Regions from separate parts of the Mus musculus genome. Here regions 2 and 3 are each linked to region 1. The links are chromatin contacts, called in public Hi-C and HiChIP or PLAC-seq maps. All regions are on one chromosome and are shown on one strand. Each heading gives the region's core, a stretch centred on a gene start, on an enhancer-like site or on the middle of the called end of the contact. The rest is flanking DNA. Distances are from core to core; before and after follow the strand shown. Region 1 holds the start of Chst8 (carbohydrate sulfotransferase 8). Region 2 overlaps Chst8 (carbohydrate sulfotransferase 8). Region 3 overlaps Chst8 (carbohydrate sulfotransferase 8).

What was found. A called contact is a pair of places that touch in the nucleus more often than the background predicts. HiChIP or PLAC-seq counts read pairs in DNA pulled down with a chosen protein or histone mark.
Region 2: a contact with region 1 is called in an H3K4me3 HiChIP or PLAC-seq map of embryonic stem cells, with 3 times the contacts expected there. The contact joins the enhancer-like site here to the promoter of Chst8 in region 1. A contact is called at or near these places in 12 of 39 promoter capture datasets (the 3T3-L1 cell line, cranial neural crest, embryonic stem cells and 7 more), 5 of 484 Hi-C or Micro-C datasets (Th1 cells, cerebral cortex, cortical glia and 2 more), 9 of 115 datasets of contacts at active chromatin or transcription factors (differentiating embryonic stem cells, embryonic forebrain, embryonic hindbrain and 5 more) and 1 of 9 other capture datasets (adipose tissue).
Region 3: a contact with region 1 is called in a Hi-C map of muscle stem cells, with 2.2 times the contacts expected there. The contact joins the enhancer-like site here to the promoter of Chst8 in region 1. A contact is called at or near these places in 2 of 39 promoter capture datasets (the 3T3-L1 cell line and embryonic stem cells), 9 of 484 Hi-C or Micro-C datasets (the AtT-20 cell line, cerebral cortex, granulosa cells and 5 more), 6 of 115 datasets of contacts at active chromatin or transcription factors (embryonic hindbrain, embryonic stem cells, neural progenitor cells and 1 more) and 3 of 9 other capture datasets (adipose tissue, liver and pancreatic islet).

What each region holds. Positions count from the first base shown.
Region 1 is chr7:34,811,105-34,814,354 of GRCm38.p6, reverse strand. Chst8 (carbohydrate sulfotransferase 8) reads left to right here and starts at 1,644. Exons shown (of 4, transcript NM_175140.4): 1 at 1,644-2,009. It overlaps Gm38987 (a long non-coding RNA gene), which reads right to left and starts at 1,647. Exons shown (of 3, transcript XR_881950.3): 1 at 1,179-1,647.
Region 2 is chr7:34,688,572-34,691,821 of GRCm38.p6, reverse strand. The region is part of intron 2 of Chst8 (carbohydrate sulfotransferase 8); the gene reads left to right. Among named protein-coding and RNA genes, the nearest start is that of Gm12781, 30 kb to the right of the region's middle. Within about 2 kb of position 1,466, at least 14 of the 459 cell types and tissues checked have an H3K27ac peak or open chromatin away from gene starts, as enhancers often do.
Region 3 is chr7:34,745,248-34,748,497 of GRCm38.p6, reverse strand. Chst8 (carbohydrate sulfotransferase 8) reads left to right here. Exons shown (of 4, transcript NM_175140.4): 2 at 221-436. The coding sequence starts at 307. Among named protein-coding and RNA genes, the nearest start is that of Gm38987, 66 kb to the left of the region's middle. Within about 2 kb of position 1,732, at least 44 of the 459 cell types and tissues checked have an H3K27ac peak or open chromatin away from gene starts, as enhancers often do. A contact at or near this core is called in muscle stem cells and olfactory sensory neurons, where this site is marked.

The DNA.
Region 1 (3,250 bases), core at 395-2,894:
CCTTCCCACGAGTAGCTTGTACAGCCAGAGGAGCTGTAGAGGTCACAGCACAGCCGGAGCCTCAGACCATCTTGAGCTCTCTGGCATTCCACTTTGAAACCGGGATACCTGGGCCAACCCCAGCTCCACCAACCCCACCCCCACCCCCACCCAGAATTGTTGACAGTAGCACCTTAGTGGCATCTTGTAGCACATACTTCATTGTTGCAAAACTAAAAAGGGATAAAAGGTAGCTGGGTGTTGTGTTACATGCCTGTAACCCAAGCACTTGGAGGCTGAGAAAGGAAGATCATGTGTTCATGGTTAGCCTGGGCTACACAGAGAGAACCTATCTCAAAAACAGAAACAAAACAAAAACAATGGAAGGGAAGGCTACCATATGCTTGACTGCCAACTCACTTGCCCTGAAGAGGATCCTTGGATACTCTGAGTTCACAGCAGTCATTAAAGAAGCCCAACTACCACTCAGGCCTTTCAAGCTTGCTAGTGTTAGAGGCTCCCTTGCCCTCCACATCTCTAGTGTTAGTATCTCTGCTCCTTATCAGGGCTGCCACACCCTTATCTGGTCACTCAAAGGCCACAGATCCACCTCAGTCTTTAGCTTCATCACCCATCTGGGATGGAGCTGGGTCAACCAACCAACCAATCAACCAACCAACCAGTCCACTCAGGGAGGGGAGAGGCCACAGCCACCGCTCTGTTTTACTGGAAGCTTCTTTTCAGTTTTGTTTTGTTTTGTTTTGTTTAATTTTATTCTGTATGTCCCTTCAAGACCAGGCTTGTTTACTGGTTGGCACCGCTGAGAATGGTTGCTAGATGCGCACCCAGCCTTCCCTTCTAGTGTCTGATTGCCCCCTGCAGGTCGGGGCTTCTCTTCTCTGGAAAAATCAAGATTTGAATCCACAGCCCTGGAACCGAGTCCCGGTTCTACACTTGTACTGTGTGGCTGTGGGTAGGAGGTTTCCCCACTCATTTATTCTGGGTTTGGAGGGAGGGGAGAGGTTGCTTGCTTCAGCCCTCAAGCTGGTGCCAGACCGACGCTTAAGGATGAAGTTCTTAAGTGAGAATCCGGCTCACTGGGCACTTGTGGTTAACTGAGACCCAGAAATTTAGTGGTGAGTGCCAACAAGAGACAGGCCTTGTCCAAATTCCACGCGTACTGTAGTCTGGGAACCTACCTGAATTTTTCTGCGCACCAATTCCTTTGCAAGCCCCGCGGCCGCTCAGCTTTGGGTCCAAGACCCTGCTTGCTAGCGCCTTCTCTTTTTCCCTAGGTCAGCGCAGGGTTACTCAGTGTCGCCACTGGGGCAGTGGCAGCTAAGAAGCTGCGGAGTGGAGTCAAGCGGCAGACCAGAGTCCAGCACTCGGGGATCCCCGAGCTGGGCGCAGCCCGCGCCAATACCGCCCCACCCCCCCGCTGCCTCCCGACCGCGCCCAGCGGCAGCTCCCACAGAGCGCGCGGCCAGTGGGGCTGCTGAAGCCGCAGAGCGCGCGTGGGCGTGGCGCCCGTGAGCTCCCGAGAGGGCTGAGCGATCGGGGAAGAGATTTCCCCCATCTCTGCCCTGCCACCGGGATCGCCTCTTTCCACCGTGGGGCGGGGCCCGGACTGGGGGCGGGGCGCCGGGCGGGCGCGGCGCTATTTCCAGCCTTGCCGGAGGCTTCGCTCGCACTTCGCTGGGAGCCTTCCCGGCGCGTGAGCCGGATCCGGTGGCACCGCGGGGAAGAGACAGGACCGGGCGGTGGCGGCAGAGACAGGGGGACGCACCCGGTGCAGAAGATCCAATAGGAGCACGCCGCCGCAACCTCTCCCGCGCGCTCCGGTCGCCGACTCTACGCCGATCGCCCACTCCCCGCACCTTGGACTACACCGGGAAAAAGACGCAGCCTGGCCCGAACTGGGGCGGAGATCCTTCTTGCTTCCCAAGAGCTCCGGAGGGAAGATTCTCCCGCCGCCGAGAACCCCGCCGGACTGGAGGAACCCGTGGCCTGGAGAGCGCTGGCTGTGCCAGGTAAGTGGCTGCGCCCTGTTCCCTCTCTATGTTGATAGTTCACCCGAAGGGTTGTCCCTGGAAATCCCAGGATGATGCCGGGACTGTTCTGAGCGCAAACCCCGCCACTAGACGTGGTTCAGAGTCCTAAGCTGCAGGTGCTGTTGGGGCATGCGGTGCTTGGGTCTGGCGATACTTTGGGGACCAGCCCCCGTGAGTGGGAACTTTAATTAGACTTTGGATTCTTGGTTTTCTCCGCGCCTGGGAACTGCCTCTCTCTCCTAGGGCTCGCCTCCAGGACCCTTCGCTCCTCTTCTTAACCCTGGATGCTGGGTGCGTGTAAGCTGCTTTGGGCGCTGAGCGACGAGTGCTCGAGGGCCGGGCTGGAGCGTCCAGAGCGCCGAGGCTTTGGTGTGCGCTTGGAACTGGGACTTAGAGGCCAGTTGGGGTGCGTAGGGCGAAAGGGGAAGTTACAAGCGACCTTGGCTCCCTACCAGGAGACGCAAGGTGTCCCCGCGCTCCATCGCGCGCATCTCCACCCCTCAACTCTCTAGGGCCCCGGCCTGTTTTGTGCTCCCGGCGAGTGTGCGTGCGTCAGCGATCGCAAGGAGGTGTGTGTATGCGTGTGTCCCCGAGTGCGGGAGTCGGAGCCTCAGGCGGCTGAGGGTAGGGGATGGTGAAATGATCTGCTTTACAGCGGGACCGAGCTCAGCCCTAGCTAGCGGCTGTTGCAACTTCAGCTGCTGCGTGGGGCTGTTTTGCTCATACTATGGCCTGGCCAGGAGAATGTACGTTCTCTGGTTTGGGCAGGGTCAGAGGTGGCGCTTGGGCATCAAGTGACCTCTCTCTATTTCCCGCGCAGTACTCCAAACCCTAACTTTAGTTGTATATCTTGTCTCTGGGCCCTTCGGCCCTCACCTGGGGTTGTAACAGTCGGGGAACTGTGCCCTGGATTTCGGACATACCGGTTGGATCTTGGAACAGTCTGTCCTGCAGCCATTTCGGCATCACCGGAGATGCATCTCTAAGCCGCCTCCCAGCAGGACCCTAAGCGTGATTGGTTCTAAGGGGAACAGGCTTCTGGGCTCTCTGTATCTATGGATGTAGCCAGGCAGCAGGCCAAGTGGGAGACTCAGTTCGGGGCAAGGATGTAGCTCCAGATGGCAGGGGTGGGTAAAGGGGTAAAAGACAGGTTAACTCTTTCCCCACCTTCCCCCACACTCACAGGCTTGAGCTTCTGCCACTAAGCCTACTTTCTTTGG
Region 2 (3,250 bases), core at 217-2,716, 120 kb after region 1:
TCCCTAACCCCCCCCCAACAAACAAACAATGCAATTAAGCGTACAGTCCCAGGCTGGCTAATGGGCACTATTTGCACCCAGCCCTGACTGCCTATAGGTAGAGAGTTCTACACTAAGGCAATGTTCAGATCTGCACTTCAGGTTTGGGCTAACACAACATCATTCTCCCTTCTCCCACCCCCACCCCCACCCCTGGCTCCTTCGTCCCTGACAGAATTTACTGTGGAGAGGACCCGACTGACTGACCATTTGTTGGAAGCTCTCCTCACCCTCCTCATGCTTGCCCCTGACCCACTAAGCCCTCCACTATTCAACAAAATCTACCATCCCCCACTCCTCTCCCCTTGAGTTCCTGACCTCTCATGTCCCATCCACACCATGACATCATTCCGAATCCATTTTCCCCATCTCCTTTGGGCCTCACTCACATCAGGCTGCTTCTGAGGTGCCCCAAGAGTGACCTTTGAGTATGTAGCCCTTAGAAACCCCTCCCTCGCTTCCTCAGCCTCACAGGCAGGGCCCTGGGAACAGTCAGCTTTCTTGACTCTACAGTGCATGGAGCTTGTGGGGCAGTGTGTGTGGAGAACTCAGTCCCACCAGGAAGGTTTACTGTCTTCATTGCCTTGGCTGCTCTGAAGCCAGTGTGCTCAGCCTTCTTACACGCTGGACGAGATAGATCTCCAGGGAGAAACCCCAAGGGGCTGCATACAAGATCTGGGCTGGGCAGAGTAAGGCTGGCCATTATAAAAACAGGCTAGGTGGTGTCTACATGCGTCATTCCCAAGCCCACTGTTCACATCTGTACTCTGGGGTCTTACCTGCTCACATCTGTATTCTGGGGTCTTACCTGCTCTCCTATATACAGATCTTCAGACCAGAGGCCTCCTGGGTTACTCTTGCCCCAGACTTTGGCTGTACCTTGACTGCACCTTGAAGGCCCTTCCTGGGAGATTCCCTTTCCTTTCCGAATGTGGACTATAGCTACTCAGATGCTTAGCAGGGAAAAGCCACGCCAAGCTCTCCCTGCCTCCCTGCCTCCCCCTGGAATGATCCAGGGAGCTCCTGGCCTTGCCTTTGCAATCCAATCTGTCACGGAACAGAGGCCCCTGTGGTCAAGTGCTGAATGGGATGGGAGGGCCCAGCTAATGTAGTTGCCTGCCCACCCTGCTGGAGTCAGGACTGGGAGACTCAGGGATCCCTCTGGATAGAATCGAGGTCAGCATTGGCCACCAGTACACAGCCACCAAGAATCAGTGTCCACCCCTGAACCCCTAGACAGGCCTTAGGTGACCCTCTTTTCTGAGAGGGGGTGGAGCGGGCTGCCTCACTCAGGACAGAGTGTGAGGGACATGCCCACTCCAAAGAAGCATCCGCTAAGACGGATTCGCTTTTGTGGCTCTTCAGGGTATCACGAAGAGCAGCTGTGACAGGTCTGACAGCCACAGGCCGGCTCAGTAATTGACGCTGCCGCCTGAGCGACACATCCAGAGGCCAGCTGAAGCTGGAAAGATCATTATCTTTCGGTCAGGCCACTACAGTAATGAGGCTGCCCCACTGACTGCCTCCAAAGGCCAGTAAGGGAGGCGGTGAACACGCTTGTCCTTGGAGTGGCCAACACAGGGCAGAGCCATTCGATGCTAGCATGAGGCTCTCTGTGTGATCCACTTTTTTTTTTTAAAGAAGAAACTTATTTTTTTAAGATTTATTACTTTTTAAAAAATTTATTTATGTGAGTACACTGCAGCCGTCTTGAGACACACACTAGAAGAGTGCATTGGGTTCCATTACAGATGATTGTAAGCCACCATGTGGTTGCTGAGATTTGAACTCAGGACCTCCGGAAGAGAAGACAGTGCTCTTAACCGCTGAGCCATCTCTCCAGCCCATCCATTTAAACCAAATTCGCTGCCTTCCCACTGAGATGGGAGGAGAGCAATCCGAGGGTACTCTGTCCTGCAAGCAGTTACACTCACCCTGTTTTGTTTAAGTTTGGTTGTTTTAGACAGAATCTCACATAGCCTAAGCCAGCCTGGAGCCCACTGCATGGCTGAGATTAGCCTTGAATTCCTGTGCCCTTGCCCCCATGTCCCAAGTGCTAGGATGTTAGGCATGTGACATCACACCCAGGTCCATCATCACATTTATGACTCCCAGGTCCTGTGCCTCCATCCTGTTTTCCTGGCTCTCCTGCCACTCTGGTAAGTGCTGTTTTTTCACACACATGCACCTATACACACACACATGCAAAGACACATGCACACACAACACCAGCAAGAAATGGACTCCTGGATGTGTATGGCTGCTTATCCAGCCCCAACTGATCCTCCCCTTCCCCTCCCCCTCCCCCTCCCCCTCCCCTTCCCCCTCACCCTTCCCCTTCTCCTTCCTCTCCTGCCCTCTCTACTTGGCAATGCCATACCATAATCACTCTCGTGGGACTTGTTCCCTTTCAGCAGAAGAACCAGAGTCCAACTTAACACTCAAGCCAGAAACCAGTAGCTGCCTCTCTCCACTCCCAGCCAGGCCCCTAGGTCCTGCTGCTGACTTGAAGCCAGCTTTTATCAGCCGAGGGAGGGACTTGCTCCATGTTCACAGCAACAGCGTGAAATCTGCTGCGGTGGAAATATTTACATTTTGGAAATCAGCTTAGAGGTCAGACTCCTCCCCCAGCTCGCTGCTCAGGCAGGAGCTCACCCCTAAGCTGAAGTGTTCATCTTGGCCTTGCCTACTTGGTTTTACTATCGTCTGAGCCAGCCTCTGGGGTCTCTCACCTGTTCAAGGGTGGATCCTGCTGATCTGTCTTCTGGTCCTCATCACACGGTCGTCCTTGAGTTCAGAACAAGCCCAGAGATGAGGTCTTGAACCCTGGGAGATAAAGTCTGGTGCTTTTAGGATCATAAAACTCCTTGCTTGTCAGACCCTTCCAGTCTCTTCAGTCCTACCTTTTCTCAATACCCTTCAGTCTCTATGTTCGCCCCAGGAGCCTGACTCCCTTTGCCCCATGAGCCTTGCTCTTATGAGGCAAAGCAGCTGAGCTCTGCAGGGAATGACCATATTCACTTCCCTCAGGTGCCAACCGCCATCACCTTGTGTCCTTGACTGACTGGCCTTGCCTACTGCAGCCTCCAGTCCTTGTAGGCTGCACATGTAGAGTCTCTGGTCCCTGCCTGTCCCTAACTGGACTATCTGCAAGTCTGGGACTAAACTGTCCCTCTCCTGTCTATGACACTGTCAGCAATGGCAGCACACA
Region 3 (3,250 bases), core at 483-2,982, 66 kb after region 1:
AAGGGAGGAAGGGGGAGAGAGAGAGAGACAGACAGACAGACAGAAAGACACACACACACACACACACACAGAGAGAGAGAGAGAGAGAGAGAGAGAGAGAGAGAGAGAGATCTCCAGATGGGTTAGAGGAATCCAGAAGGTAAGTCAATGTCACGTGACAGGGAGCTTAGTTCACTGATATCCTGCAACTGAAACCCGCTTCTTCCATTCTGTCTTGTAGACCCCAGCCTGATGGATGTCTGGTGTGGATAATGAGGGAAGAACGTGCCTTTTACACCCAAGAGGTGACCCCGGAGCGTGCCCCGGATGACCCCACGACTCGGAACGATGCGGCTAGCCTGCATGTTCTCGTCCATCCTGCTGTTTGGAGCTGCGGGCCTGCTCCTCTTCATCAGCCTCCAGGACCCTATAGAGCTCAGCCCCCAGCAAGTTCCAGGTGAGCCCCGAGGTTGCTACTTAACACTGCGGGTCGCATGCTGACCTTCCTGATGGCCCTGGTGTGCCGGGGCTGGGTGACGGTAACCCTTGTAAACAGAGAAAGGGCCCTGGCTTCCTCCTAGCAGGCGTCGGTGTCAGTGTGGGGGCGTCAGGCCACCAGTTTCAAGGCCGTGGTTCTGGATTCCATAGCAATTGAGCAGCCCCTGGTGTGGGCGATGGAGAGGCTGCCCATCTGGTCAGCCAGTTTGTTGTCTTCAGTGAATCTCAGACTTAGGAAATTCTGCCAACTCTCGGGGCATCTTCCACATTGTTCTGAATACCAGTGGATAACGTCTTTCTTTTTTTTTTTTTTAATGTCACTGGGAATTGAACCCAGGGTCTTACCCCTTGATCATTCTTCATTACTTTGATTTTGATTCATGGTCTGGCCTTGAACTTATGACCCTACCTTATCCTCCTGAGTAGCTGGCCTTATAGGGCTGCACCACCAGACCCAGATGAACATGTCTTCTTTTGAAAACTTTTCTTATAGCTGGGTGTGGTGGTGCACACCTTTAATCCCAGCACGTGAGAGGCAGAGGCGGATACAGATGAATCTCTGAGTTTGAGACCAGCCTGGTCAACATCCAGGTCAGCCAGGACTATGTAGTGAAATCCCAGCTCAAAAAAATAATTCTGTTGCATGAATTAATTACTTTATTTATTGGGTGGTGGACATGCTGGTGGGATCTGAGGAGCCTTTCTTCTTCTGAACTTCGTGACTGGAGTCTGACTCAATTTCCCTGTCCAGTTCTGAGGATCCCTCGAACTTGGTCCCTCTGGCCTGAGACAGAAATTAAATCACATGCTGGATTTGTGAGGCTCAGACCCACTCTTAACACACACACACACACACACACACACACACACACACACACACACACACACATTTCCTCCGTACCTCTGACCCATTGGAATAGTTAATGTCTGCTGGGGATGTGGGGTGTAGTCAGTGAGAGGAACATGTGGGACACTTAGGGCAGATAGGGTGTGGAAAGAGGGGGGTCTCCGGGGCTCTTGGTGCCAGATATGATGAAGCTGGCTGTCACAGGCGTGAGCCCGAGGCTGGAGGTTAATCTGCTTAGAAGAAGAGGAAACCTGGCTTCCAGGACACAGCACTAGCAGAGATCTATTGTGAGGAGCCCTCAGAGGTGTGCTTCCTCTCGAGGGACATGTGCATGAACACACTGCTAGCAGGAACAAGATGAAAGAGATGTGCACGCCAGAGGTTTAGATGGATGGCTTCCTGTGACACTCCGGTTTGCAGCCTGAAGCACAGGAGGGATGGATGCCCCCTCTCCTCCAGCCAGGGGCTCTTTCCCTAGCACTAGCCCCAGCTCCCCCAACTCAGTTCCTCGCCCCCTTTGTACCACTTCATTGTTTTGCTTCTGCAAACTGGAGCTCTGAACCTCAATACAGTGGCCTTGAGCCCAGATTGAAGGCCACAGGTCTCAAGAGGACAGGAAGAAACGCACATAAAGCCCAGAATCCTGCCTAAACCCGGCAGCCGCTGCCAGAAGCCCTGCATGGGGTGTGGAGGCTGACGAGTTACCTCTTTCATCACAGTGAGTAAGAAGCCAGTTCAGTTGCAGGCCCCAGAAACAGTGGGTAAGCCACTGTGCTGACGCACACCCGGGTCAACCCCTACAGCTGGCGGCTGTCAAAAATGGGTCCAGCTTCTCCCAGCTTCTGAGGAAGCGAGTGTGCGTGACTGAGCTGGCTCCTCTGGGGACTTTGTAGCCTCTTGAGAGCTCCAGAATAGCTAGTGACATTGAGTCAGCACAGCTGGGTCCCACAGGACAGAACCATCACAGTACAGGAACTAAATGGTCCCTGAGACTATGTGTAGTCTGTGCAAAAAGAAACCAGACAGTAAGGGAGCTTGAAGACGGCTAGAAGGAATCGTGCCTCTGGTGGGTGCCCTAATGTGTGTGGTTGTGGTGCATACGCAGGCCAGGGGTCCAGCCATCTGATGTCTGTACTGTGGGAGGGGCCGGGGAGAAAAGGCATAAGTTTATGTATGGTGCCCATCTGGGTCAGGAGGGCCCCTCTGTGGTCCCTTCTAGGATAGGTCATATTGTCAGGTGAGATTCTGCTCTGTTGATCTTGGAATATGCCCTGCCATGCCAACAGCCAGCTGGTAGAGCAGAACCCTTAATTTCAAAGGCACTGGATTTCTGTCCCTCTTTCTACCTAGCACTGCTCTGAAACAGCTGTCCAAGTGCACAGATGTGTGAGTTACAGACGGGTGGGAACCAGAGTATGGTTGGGAGTTCTGGGGTAGAGTGGTACAGTGTGGTGGAGAGGCGCTGGAGCCTCAGACCCTCAGATCGTAGGGTGAGGGACTGCCATGGAGCATTCCCCTGTGGTGGGTGGAGCCAGGTGAGGTGCGTGGGTGGGTCTTCACTGTGAAGTTCTATTGGCAGATGCAGGGGAGCCACGCTCAACGTGCTTACGTGATGGGCAACCCTGCTGGTCTATGTAAATCACACCAAACACAGTCATAAAACTTTAAGTAATGCTTACGTTCCTTTCCCTGAGCGAAGTGCTCCTGACACAAGCTGTTTGTGTTGATTTGTTACTATTCATTTATTCCTTCCCTGTACCACTCGCAGCAGCCTAATTGTGATTCGGTACCAAGAAAGCAATATCAAAGTAATTTTCCACAACATTAGTTACAATTTTCTTCTGATCCTTCAAGTGAAACAACCCCATCCTGTTGGCTTCTCCGAGCACATAAACCTTGATTACATTTATCTGTTGGAAACCATTG